2 separate regions of the Ovis aries genome follow, and region 2 is linked to region 1. The links are chromatin contacts, called in public Hi-C maps. All regions are on one chromosome and are shown on one strand. The core of a region is the stretch at or near the end of the contact, and the rest is flanking DNA. Distances in the headings are between cores, read along the strand shown.

Region 1 (6,042 bases), core at 2,917-5,416:
GGCTTGGGTGACTTATTCAAGACCAGAGCGCAACACAGGCTGGCAGGGGACCTGGGCTTTGCTGGTGTGGGAGCTCCCTACAGCCCACCCAGAGCCCAGTGGAAGGGCCCTTCTGGCTGTTGCACAAGACCAGACACAGTCACACCCAGAGGGGAAACCAGAGCCGCCAGCCCTGGCTGCCACCGTTCCCTCCAAAGGGCCAAGTTCCAGCCATCGGTCTCATCTCTTCAGGAAGCATCACCGCAGCCAGTTCTTCCTGAATCCAAGGAACCGCCAGCTGCTCTCTCCCGCTTGCCATTTCATCACGCTCCAGGCTTAGGGCTAAGAAAGAGGCTGCTGCTGCTGCTACTGCTAAGTCGCTTCAGTTGTGTCCGACTCTGTGCGGCCCCACAGATGGCAGCCTAAGCAAAGTCTGATACCCTTGCTCCCTTTGTTCACAGTGCTCCAAGATGAGGCTCCAAGTCTGCTCTCTGGAACCTCAGATGCCCCCGGGGAAAGACCCTCTTCTTACTGGCCTGATTAAGTTATGAAGAGGAAGGCTGACCACGTCAGCCTCCCCGGGCGTAAGTATAAGACATGTCAGCCCAGGAAGGAAGTGGACTAGATCACGTGATCACCAAGGGCTCTGACCCCTGAGACAGAGAATTTGAGGAGACGGAACAGTAAACCCACCTCCCTCCCCAGGATGTTTCATCATGACCCACTCTCACCTTTTCAGTAAAGAGAGGTGATGTTAGTAGAAACAGTAGCTCTGATAGGCTGAATAGGGGCTCCTCCCAAAATTTTCAGGCCCTCATTCCTGGAACCTGTGCATATTACTTTATGGTTAAAAAAGGGTTTTGCTGACAAGATTAAGTTAAGGATCTTGAAATGGGGAAGATTGTCCTGAATTATCTGGGGAGGCTCTAAATGCAATCACAGAGTCTTTATGGGAAAGAGGCAGAGGAAGATTTGACAGAGAAAGAAAGGAAGGCACTGTGGCCACAGAGGCAGAGACTGGAGGAATGCTGCCACAAGCCAGACAATGCTGGCAGACCAGGAGCTACAAGAGGCAAGGGACAGCTTCTCCTTAGAACCTCCGGAGGGGGCTCAGTCCTGCCAACACCTTGAGTTCAGAGATGCTTATTTAAGCCTTCTGGCCTCCTCCAAAACCGTCAGAGGATATATTTCTGCTTTTTTTTTTCCAAAACCACCCAGAGTGTGGTAATTGGTTACAACAGCCACGAAAGCTAATACAGTGCACGCTTGGTTGCTCAGTTGTGTCCCACTCTTGAGACCCCATAGACAGTAGCCTGCCAGGCTCCTCTGTCCATGGAATTCTGCAGGCCAGAATACCGCATTCAGCTGCCATTTCCTTCTACAGGGGATCTTCCCAACCCAGGGATGGAACTCAGGTCTCCTGTGTTGCAGTCAGACTCTTTACCGACTGAGCTACGAGGGAGCACTTAAAGATCACTCACTACGTACCAGACATCACCACTCTAAGTACTTTATCCACTTAAATTCACTACATCCTGGTCCTGGCTCTGAGGCCTGGGATGAGCAGACACATGCCTGCTCTGAGCATGAATCCCAGATTCACTGTTCATGGTGGTGAGCCTAAGCAAGTTATGTGACCTCTCTAAAAAACAGCTTTCCCAGTTCATAAAAGGGCCACATAACCCTTCTCACTGGGCTGCTGAGAGGATAAAACGGATAATAAACATGAAATGATTAGAACACCACAAAGTAAAGACTAGTTGCCTTCTCAGGTGGCTTGGCAGTAACAAATCCGACTGCCGATGCAGGAGACACAGATGCAGGTTCAACCCCTGGATGAAGGAGGATCCCCTGGAGGAGGGCATGGCAACCCACTCCAGTAGCCTTGCCTGGGAAATCCCACGGACAGAAGAGCCTGGAGGGCTACAATCCATGGGGGCGACAATAGTCAGAAATAACTTAGCGACTAAACACCACCAACAACAAATAAATGCTAGTTGTACGAGATCTCAAGGATTGAACAAGCCAAAATTAAACCATCATCCTAATCCATCAGGATGTAGATGAGGCCTCTTGGACTCATCTATGTAGGAAAGACCCATCAGTGCAGGAAGGAATATGTCCTATTTAAACACTTCGGAGAGCGAATGTGACAGTCTGAAGAATTCAGTTAAGTATTTCTTCCCTTAATTAAGCAATTTAGGTCCTGAATGCTGGCCTCATTTTAGAAAAGGCAAATGCTGGGGGCTGTTCTAATTCTGCAGCTTCGACCCACAGATTTCCAACCCCTATCTCCCCTTCTTAAGGACAGCTATGCACATCCATCACACAGCAGGACCTGACTTGCAGTTTCCAAGCCTGGCACACCCCTGCAAAGCTCAGAGCATCTCCTCCCTGTAACTCTGGCATCAGGAAATGGAGCCCCAGTGATTGGAACTCAGTGTGAGGCAGAACTGTAAGTCCATTTTATGGCCTTCCAACCATAGGGTACACCAACCTGTCCCAGCAGGTTAGGTGGAATGATAAAATCAGGAATAAGCTTTGATAAGAGATTATAGTCAAGTCAGTAAGAATAAAGGTTTGCCCAGAGGCCAAGTAAGGGAAACCTAGAGCTATCATGTTAAAAAAAAAAAAAAAAAAAGGAAGGAAAAAAAACCCACACTTTAATCAAGTTGGCCCTTTCTGATAAAGTTTGCCTAACTCCCTGTGCAGGTGATGTCATTCAAAGAAGCAAGGATCCCAGGCCTTGCGTCCCGGCCTAAGAAATCTGCATGCGAGGAATAAAGGGGGAAGAAGGACCTGACCACCCGACCTTGGCTTCCTCCCAGTCAGAGGTCCAGACTTGGGTGGCCAGCCTCCGAAGTCTCCTAGGGCCACTGCCAACCTTGCCCTGGCGACCAGGCCTCTTACCAGCAGGCTGCCGGGCTCGCCACCTGCGCGCTCTCAGCTCTGCCCTACCCCACCCTCCAGGAGGAAAAGGGATGAGAGAGGACGCACCCACCCCCCCTTACTCTCAGGCACCCACAGACTCCTGCGCTGCCGTCACCACTGACGAGAACCCAGGTCCCCTGGGGGCACTGCTTCCCCTTCTCATTCCAACCTCCCCATCAATGAACACGCAGCAACCGCTACGCTCCCGCTGCTCCTACTCTGGAGGAAGACAGAACCCAGAACGACATCCGGAGCCGAAAGCCGCAGTGGTGGGAGCGCCGGGTTCCCGGCCCCGCCGTCCGTCCCTGCCCTCTCCCGGTCAGCAGTGGATCCTCCAGCCAGGCCGGCGTTCGGGATCCAGAGGGTGCCCGAAGCCTCTGTGGGGCCCCGCCTCCCCCGGGGACTCGGCGCTAGAGACCTCAGGGAGCCCGGGGAGAGAACGGCTTAGCAACACCCGCGGAGGCCTGGCGCCTGCCACAGTCCCGGGGACTCGAACCCGGTGCCCTTGCCCGTAGGCATCCCGCGCCCTGGGACACGCCTCATCGTAGGCATGCCCAGCTAGCCCCTGGCCCAGCGCTCGGGCGCATCGCCCTCCCCTGCACCCTCCTCCCGGAGGAGCCGAGTCCCGGGCCGCCCGCGCGCCCAGCCTGCCCCCAACAGGTCGTGGGCAGCGGGGAGCGCGCCTCCCGCCGGGCAAGGGAGGCGAGCCGGAGCGAAGCCGAGGGCTGGCCGCGTGGGGCGGGAGGGGTCGCCGGGGCAGCGAGCTCGGCCACTTACGCGCGGGCTCTGGGGAACCCCATGGACAGCAGCACGTCCAGCGCCGATCCATGCTTGATGGTCCCGGGGCGCTGCTGGCGGTTCCTCCGCGGGGTGACTTTGCTGTACAGCTCCTCTCTCGCAGCCATGCCGAGCGGGCTGGGGTGGCCGTACTGAGCCATGCTCAGCGGCCAGCCATCTCCCGGGAAGGCACCCGAGCCGGAGGGCCCTGGAGGGCGGAGGGCCGGCCCGGGGCAGGGGAGGGGGGCTTGGGGATCCGGAGCCGGGCGCAGGCGGAGGCGCAGGCGGCGCTCGGAGGTTCCCTGGTGTCGAGACTGACGCTTCCTGGTGAGGCCACCGGAGCCAAAACTGCGAGCCGCTTTCTGCCCGGCCGGCCGGCCGCCACTCGGGCCCCGGGTGCCCCCTGCTCGGCGCCCGCAGCAGCCCTCTCTCCTCCGCCCCCTTCCTTCTGCGCTCCCAGCAGTCCGGGAATTTGCAATGAGTAATTTTTGAATGGATCAAAAAGGAAAAGGAGCTTTGTGGGCCGGCTCTGCCTCGCCTGTACCCGGGCCCCGCCCCTCTCTTAAAGCGGCAGCGCGGCCCGTGACTGCTCCCGGCTGGGCGCAGGCTGTAAAAGTCCAGGTGCTTCTGGGCAGAGAATTGGAACCAGCACTGCCTGTGTACACTGGTTCAGGGGAGTCACTTCCAGCGCTCTAGCTTCTCCATGGCTTCCATCCGGAGCCAGTGGGGCCTCAAGACGCCAGATCAACCCATTTCAAGTTTCCTGTGGTTCTGGATGGGGTTATTAGTGGAAATTGGGCAAACTGATGGACGACATGAATGGACCAGAAGGCCAAGTCATAGCATCCAGATAAAAGGTTTTGCTTCCTAGAGACGGTGCAAGACCCAGAGAATTGTTAATAGCAGCTGGAGACCAAGTTCCCATCAGCTGGCCAAGGAATCACGCTGAAGACCTTTTGTGTTCTCCATGATGGACCATGGGATTTCCCAGGCAAGAATACAGAAGTGGGTTGCCATTTCCTTTTCCAGGCTATTTTCCCAACCCAGGGATCGAACCAAGGTCTCCCGCGTTGCAGGCAGATTCTTAACAATTTGAGCTACAAGGGAGGGATAAAACTGCAGACAGAAGAGGAAGGGGAAGATGAAAGGAGGAAGAAGGAGGCGAGGAAGGAAGTGGGATGTGAAGGAGGGTGGGGGAGCAGGAACTGAGAAAGAACACTTTGTAATTGTAAGAGGTGTTCGGCACCGAATGGGTTGATTTTCAATAGCGAATGAGCACCCTGTCAGTAAAAGCATTCTAAGACAGACCGCTTCATCACTGCTCAGTGGTGACAAGTAAGTTGCATCATAGGTTTGCCCAAACTACTCCTACCTCAAAGAAGGTGGAAGTCCTAGCCACCCCTCTTTCCCCACAGCGCCACAACTTGTGAGCTGGTCATCAGCCGTCACGAGAGCTGGTCTTAGAGATATTAAAGCTTGGGGGGAAGGCTGATGACCAGCTCTCAAGTTGTGGAGCTGTGGGGAGAGCTGATGACCAGCCCCCATGAACTTGGCTTGGGGATATTAAAGCTGTTTCATTCAGAGACACATTTATGGTCCTCAGTTAGCTAGGGGGACCCTGCTCAGTGTAATGGAAAAGGCACAGAGTAACCCTCAGTTCAGTTCAGTCCAGTCTCTCAGTCGTGTTCAACTCTTTGTGACCCCATGAATTGCAGCACGCCAGGCCTCCCTAATATCACCAACTCCCGGAGTTCACCCAAACTCATGTCCAAACTCATCGAGTCAGTGATAGCTGCTCTTTTTCAGGTAATGATTATATTACCACCTAACATTTGTTTATTAGGCTCTTGTATGTGTCAATCACTATGTTCAGGATGATAAATGAATTAATTCATTTAATTTTTATGACCCTATGGTGTGTGTATAATTATTATCCCAGTTTACATACAAGAAAACAGCCCAGAGAGGTTGAGGAAGATGGTACAGATGACATGTCAGAGCCAGAGCTTTTGGTGCCTTGGACAAGTTGTTTTTGCCCTCTACAGCCCCAAGTCCTTATCTGTATGCATCATAGTAACTAGCCTTACACAGGGCTGGGCTCTCCAAAAATGTTAGTTCCTTCCCCTGCCTGGAGCGTCGGGGGAGGGCTGATGACCAGCTCTCAAGGAGCAGCTTTTTGATATTGCTTTCTAAAGCATCTAAGGGTTTTACCAGGGGACATGACACAGCTTAATTCTCTTTAGCCCAGAATATAGTTTTCTAAAAAATATCCAGCAGTGTTTGGAAGTGGGAAGATAAGGACTACTGGGGCTTAAGCAACAAGGTGCATAGTTCTATCTGCTATTGTGTAAGGGA
Region 2 (5,858 bases), core at 201-2,700, 87 kb before region 1:
GCAAGACTCAGTGACCTCAGACCAGGGCTCTGTAACAACCTAGAGGTGTGGGAAAGGGTGGGCGGTGGGAGGGAGGTTCAAGAGGGAGGGGACATATGTATACCTGTGGCTAATTCCTAGTGATGTATGGCAGAAATCAAAGCAATATCGTAAAGCAATTATCCTTCAATTAAAAATAAATAAAAAAAAATAAAGGTCACCAAGAGGGAGAAATTAACTCTGCTGATAGAGTGGGCAGGATCTGAACTGAGTCTTGATGGGTGAGTGGATTTTTGCCATCCAGACAAGAAGACAGAAGCAACAGCAGGTGTGATGTAGGGAAGGAGGGAAGCTTTAGGAAGGCCAACAGTGGGGTGAGGGAGGGGCATAGAAGGGAAGAGAAATCTGTCTATTCATCTTTTCTCAAAATATCACGGGTAATTTTTATTATCTTAGTAAATGAAGAAAAGCATATTGATTATGACCTTCACACTGCAGAATCCAGCAAAAGCCAAGAGCTTTAAAATGAATCCATTCTTCCATCCAACACTAACAGCACCTGCCATATTTTTTATGTGGAACTGCAATTGTCTTCCCTCAGCTACCTGAGATCAGACATTTGGTTATGATCTGTGCTGAATCCCAAGAGCCTTGAGCAACCCATGGTATACAGTAAACACCCCACAAGTATCTGCATAATGAATCCACTGGACTCTGCTACCTGCCAGAACTATAATAGGCCTGGGGATAAAGGCACGGACTGGACACACTGCCTGCCTTTTAAGTGAGGTAGATTACATGAACTAGTTCCTTAGGAAGCCATTTTTTGGATTGACAAGAAATTATTTCTGTTTTAAAGCTTGAGGAACAAAAGATCTTTCTACAAGCTGAGAGATGAGCTTTAGAGAGTTAACAGGAAGGGCCTCAGCCACCTTCCCCAGAACTCTTGCAGACACTAACTTTACATGCTCCTCTCTCGTGTTGCTGGGCAGACAGGTGTGCAGGGAGGGTACAGCTCCTGGCAGGCCTCTTCCCATGGGTGTCCTGGCAAGGGCAAGCTCTGGGCCTCAGCTGCCTTTCCCAGGCCATGCGGCACACACATGAGCACGCTCTCTCCTTCTCTCTCACACACACACACAAGCACACATGCTCACACTCACAACTTCAGGCTCACACAATCACACTCTTACACATGTGCTCACACAAAATGCACACAGAATCACAACTAACGCATGCTGACACTCACACACTTGCCCCCACTCACACTTGGTTCACACATTCACACAGCATGCACACACACACACACACACACACACACACACACACACACACACAGCCTGAGCCGTTAAAGTGACAGCACTCACATTTTCCATCTATTGGTAGTTTCAAAACAGGAAGCCTGAGCGGGGAGGGGTGGTGTGGCTGAGGCAAGTGCTCTGTGAGGGGCCCACGTGCACAGGCTGGATTCAAAAGGGAAGCCTCACGGGTGCCCATCCCCTTCACAGCCACAAGGCTCAGGCCAAGCAGTGGGGTGGAGCCTGGGCCCACCTCTCCAGGGCGCAGCAGCTGGACCATTCCGCTGGCCAGGGCAGTCACCCAGATCAAATCGCACCTCTCCCCGAGTGAGGGGTTTTCTCTGAGGAAGAAGGGAATGCCCTCTGCCTTCTTGTCTGCAGACATAGAGCCCTCTCTTTTTTGGAAACCCCCTCTCCCAGGACTAACCCCTAAGAGCTGTTCTACCTCACCATTTAGGTCCTCTGCTACCTACTCAGCCATGCTCCTTTATACCAGGGAAAGATTTAGTTTCCTGCCTTTCCTGCACCTGCACTCCAAGATGAAACAGACCAGGGACCTGTTTTCTAAAATGAAATCCTTGCAACACCGTGTATTTTCTTTTCTTTTCTTTATGTGCTTGCAGGATCTTACTTCCCTGACCAGGGATCAAACCCATGCTCTTTGCAGTGGGAGCATGGAATCTTAACCACTGGACCACCAGGTAAGTCTCTACAGTTTTTCATAACCAGCATCTCCTTCAATCAAGACAGCTCCATGATGTGGCAAATACTATACCCATTTTACAGATGAGGAAACTGAGGGCAAAGAGATTAGTCACTTGTCCCAGGAGGTGCCTTCCGACCTCAAGGCACCGTCCTCAGGAATGTCAGCACTCCACCTGCCACCGTGGAGCTGAGTGCAGGTGTGTCTGAGACGGAGGAGGGAGAGGGCTGAAGCTCTGTCACAGGCCGGTGGACTTCACTCCCCACCTTTGGCCCCGTCCCTGTTCCCCTCTTTCTCACACACCAAACCACAGGCCCAGAAACAGACTAGCTGGCCTGGCGCCAGGAGCTGGGGTAGGTCCACATATAAACTTCAATCGTCCAGGGCAGTTGGGACTGATTTCCACAACTCACAGAGCAAGATGGAGGGGAAGCGGCTGGCGAGATGACATTTCTGGAACTTTGCTTTCTCTCTCTCTGAGAGAAGTGTTTATTAAAACCCTTTTTTCCTTCAGCAGTGACCTTGCAAAGGAAATTGGCCTCACTGCTCTGTAGCTGAGAGGGAGGGCACACACACAGCCCTTTGTGCTGTATTCCTGCCAAAGGATGCTCTGGAGGGTAGGTAGAGGGGGGCTGCTGGCGGCAGGTTGTCCTCCCGAACCAGCCTAAGAGACTTGGATCGAGTGATGACAGCATGTGTGTGGCTGGAAAGAGACAAGAGGGGACGAAAAACGAGCCCGGGCTTTTTCCGCCAGGCTAGCACTTCTGTCAGACCGCGCCCGCCACTGTCACGTTCCCTGCCTTGTAGGTTTCATATATTTAACAGCCGGGACTTATAAAACAGGACAACAGAGGTCACAGGAAAAGGATGGGTCAGGCTCAGGGGAAGCCCTGCAATTTCCTTTCCTGGAGCTCTCTGGGACCAAAATGAGAGACGCCTGCACTGGAAGAATGTCCTGGTCTTCCCCTTGGCTTGCATTGCCCCTCCTGTCTGGAGCATGGTCCAAATCACTCTTTCTCCAAGTCCCACCCTTTCCTTAAAAGCCTCTCCTGACCTTTCCAGGACTTTACACTCCCTGAGGTCAGAGACTCTGACCAATGGAGTCTTGCTGATTGACAAGTGAGAAAGCGGATGGATACCTGAGATGACCTTGAATGGTACTCAAGTCCGCTGTCTGCTATCCTTGTGCTGTTTCGTTGGGGGTGTGGAGGGGGTCCTCAGAGTTATTCTCCACCTTCAGACCTGAGAGGCTAAACTCCAGCTTGTGTTGGTAGTGGATGCGGCCCGGGCTCCAGGAGAGAGCTGGCAGGAGGAGGGGCGTCATCTGGGAGCCGGCCTGCCTGGGCTGGGTGACACACCAAGAACTGCTCGAGGATGGCTACACTGGTCAGCAAAAGGGTGCAGGAAGCAGAAGTCACGGGAGGAGAACTGGGCTGCTCACTCTGGGAGAGGCTCCGGAGCAGCCTGGCCACCCAAGTCCGGCAAGTTCATGCTCGTGGGACCCGGAAGTCATGAGAGCCTCTGGGGAGAGAAGAGGAGCAGCTGGGCTCCTTGCTAGGGTCTGCGCTCCTCCAAGCAGAGACCTCCAGATCTCAGAATCCAAACAGGTCAGCACTCCTCCCGGGAGGCCGGCCAAGACTGTAAATCTGGAGAATTCAATTCCTTTGCAGCTCGTGCGGGACGGGAAGTAGAATAACCACTACATAAACTGACTTAGCCCTTAAACTGAGGGGCTTGAAATGAAGCAAACAGGATCTGGAGTCGTTCTCCTTCAGCGGAATTCTGTCACGAGACCAAATTTCATTCATTTACAACCAACACAAGGGTGCTATTTCTGTGTCTGATTCATATTGTGGCTTGTTTGGGTTTATTTTTGCTTTTTGAAACACTTCATGAATATATTGGTACTAGGTTCAAATTGATAATTCTTAAAATTCACTGGGTTTTTGGGGGGAGGGGGAGTATCCAGAACATGGTTTGTTGAGGGGAGGAGTACCCGGAACACATTACAGTGTTCTATGAACTGAAAGTAAATTTGAACAGGCATTTTTTTCTGGGAAAGCTCCCACAGAAATCTGAATCACATCACAACATTAGTCCTTAAAATACCAGTTAAAGCCAATCTTCATTCCTTAATTTTGCAATGCAAAATAAATTTCGTCACTATGGAGGTGAAAAGAGTAACTTATAAGTTCCTTTACATTACTGGGGTTTACTTTGATGATGACTAGAAATCAATTTATGTGTCACTGTGCATTTTTCAAGTAAGCAAGAACAAACATGCCTAAGAACAATTAGTTTTTAAGTTAGATTTCCTAGTCCAGTTCTCGTGTTTCTTTTACAATTATTATCTTCCACTAAAGTAGGACTTCTGCTTTAAAAAAAAGTGTCTAAATAATGGATCTTATTTCACTTTGAAAGTAATACTATTAACATTTTTATAAAAAATAAACATGCAAAGATATATCTACTAGCCCTATCTTAGTGCGCAGCTCCTCAAAGCTGTTTCCGCCCACCCTTCTGCTTGTCCCCTTGCCCCGTCCTCTGCACCACAGCCGGCACCCAGCTTGTGGCTGGTGGTGGCTCACAGCATCCAGTCTCTGGCTTACGTTCAGTCACAGCGGTGTCACTGTGTGATCATGAGCAAGTTACACAACCTCTCTGGGCATCAGCTGCCTCCTGCGTAAAATGGGAATAGTAATAGGACCTGCTCTGCATGGCTGTTCTGTGATTCAAGTGAAGTAAAACACAAGGTACTTAGCACCTAACAGGGCATATATTGAGCTCTCAGTGAACAATGGCTGGCATCCTCATCCTGGGACAATGAACGAATCACCCTTGTTAGGGCCAGCCATCCTCTTTCAAATTACATACCGTCTCATTAGGAAACATGTCAGGAAAGCTGAACTCCTTTTCTTCACGTGGGGAAATCGATCTCATATTTCGAGACTCAGTTCAAACCCCAGCTTTGGTAAAGCTTTTTCTTGTAACCCGTTTGTCTGTCTATCTCTGCTACTTGAAAGCTGGTTGGTACCTCTTACTTAACCTAGCCATGTCTACTAAAATTAGGTCTTTGAGACTTACTTTTCCACAAAATATGGGAGCATTCAGAGTGCAGAACTGAGTATTTTTCCTCTCTGCATTATAGATGCCAAGGCACCAAGCAGACACTCAATAAATATTTATTGAATGAACAAAATGAAATGGAATCAAATGGCATCTGTGCAGATGCCAGGATATATGGAGCATATGGCTTTAGAGAAATATAATCTGTATTATATCTTTTCCAGAAACCAGCTATTTCTGTGTGGAAATGAATTTAACCAAATCAGATGTCATAGAAGATGGGATAAAAGGAGAAATTAGAGGAGAAATTAGGGGAACAACTTCAGGGTTTTGCCATCTGTCCAGGAAGGATGTGTTAGCCATCTTGGAGGTTTTAAGTGCCTTGAAAGCTTAATGGAAAAGCAATACTCTTGCACCACTGCCTAGCCCCAAACACAGAAACTCTTGCATCATGACAAACTGGTGAATAACTTGTGTCAATGTCAAATAAGGGGGTGAGCACAGATGACAAATTAGTCCCACTCCTAAAAGGATACTTTTTGGAAGATAAAATTGTTCTATTTTAGCGGAGCCCAGAAAGATAAGAAACAAATATCTCCTGAGCATCAGGTGACAGCAAGACACTCAAGTAGCTACCAAAAGCGGTAGGGGAGGTGGGGGTGGGCAGTAGAAGGATATTGGTTGTTCACCGTATGCCAGGCACCATCCTAGGTCCTCGACATGAAACGCAATGCTCGAAAGAACCTAAGAGACACTATCATTCCCATTTTATTGATGGGGAAATGGAGTCTCGATGAGGCTGAGTGACCAAGTCA

Evidence for each region. Hi-C and Micro-C count contacts between places; a contact is called where the count stands out from the background.
Region 2: a contact with region 1 is called in a Hi-C map of liver, with 2.1 times the contacts expected there. The contact joins the enhancer-like site here to the promoter of UBASH3B in region 1. A contact is called at or near these places in 2 of 16 Hi-C or Micro-C datasets (both in liver).

Annotation. Positions count from the first base shown.
Region 1 is chr15:33,036,935-33,042,976 of ARS-UI_Ramb_v3.0, reverse strand. It overlaps UBASH3B (ubiquitin associated and SH3 domain containing B), which reads right to left and starts at 4,166. Exons shown (of 14, transcript XM_004016112.6): 1 at 3,688-4,166. The coding sequence starts at 3,848.
Region 2 is chr15:33,121,788-33,127,645 of ARS-UI_Ramb_v3.0, reverse strand. All of the region lies in intron 1 of UBASH3B (ubiquitin associated and SH3 domain containing B), which reads right to left. Among named protein-coding and RNA genes, the nearest start is that of CRTAM, 84 kb to the left of the region's middle. Within about 2 kb of position 1,450, at least 14 of the 54 cell types and tissues checked have an H3K27ac peak or open chromatin away from gene starts, as enhancers often do. A contact at or near this core is called in liver, where this site is marked.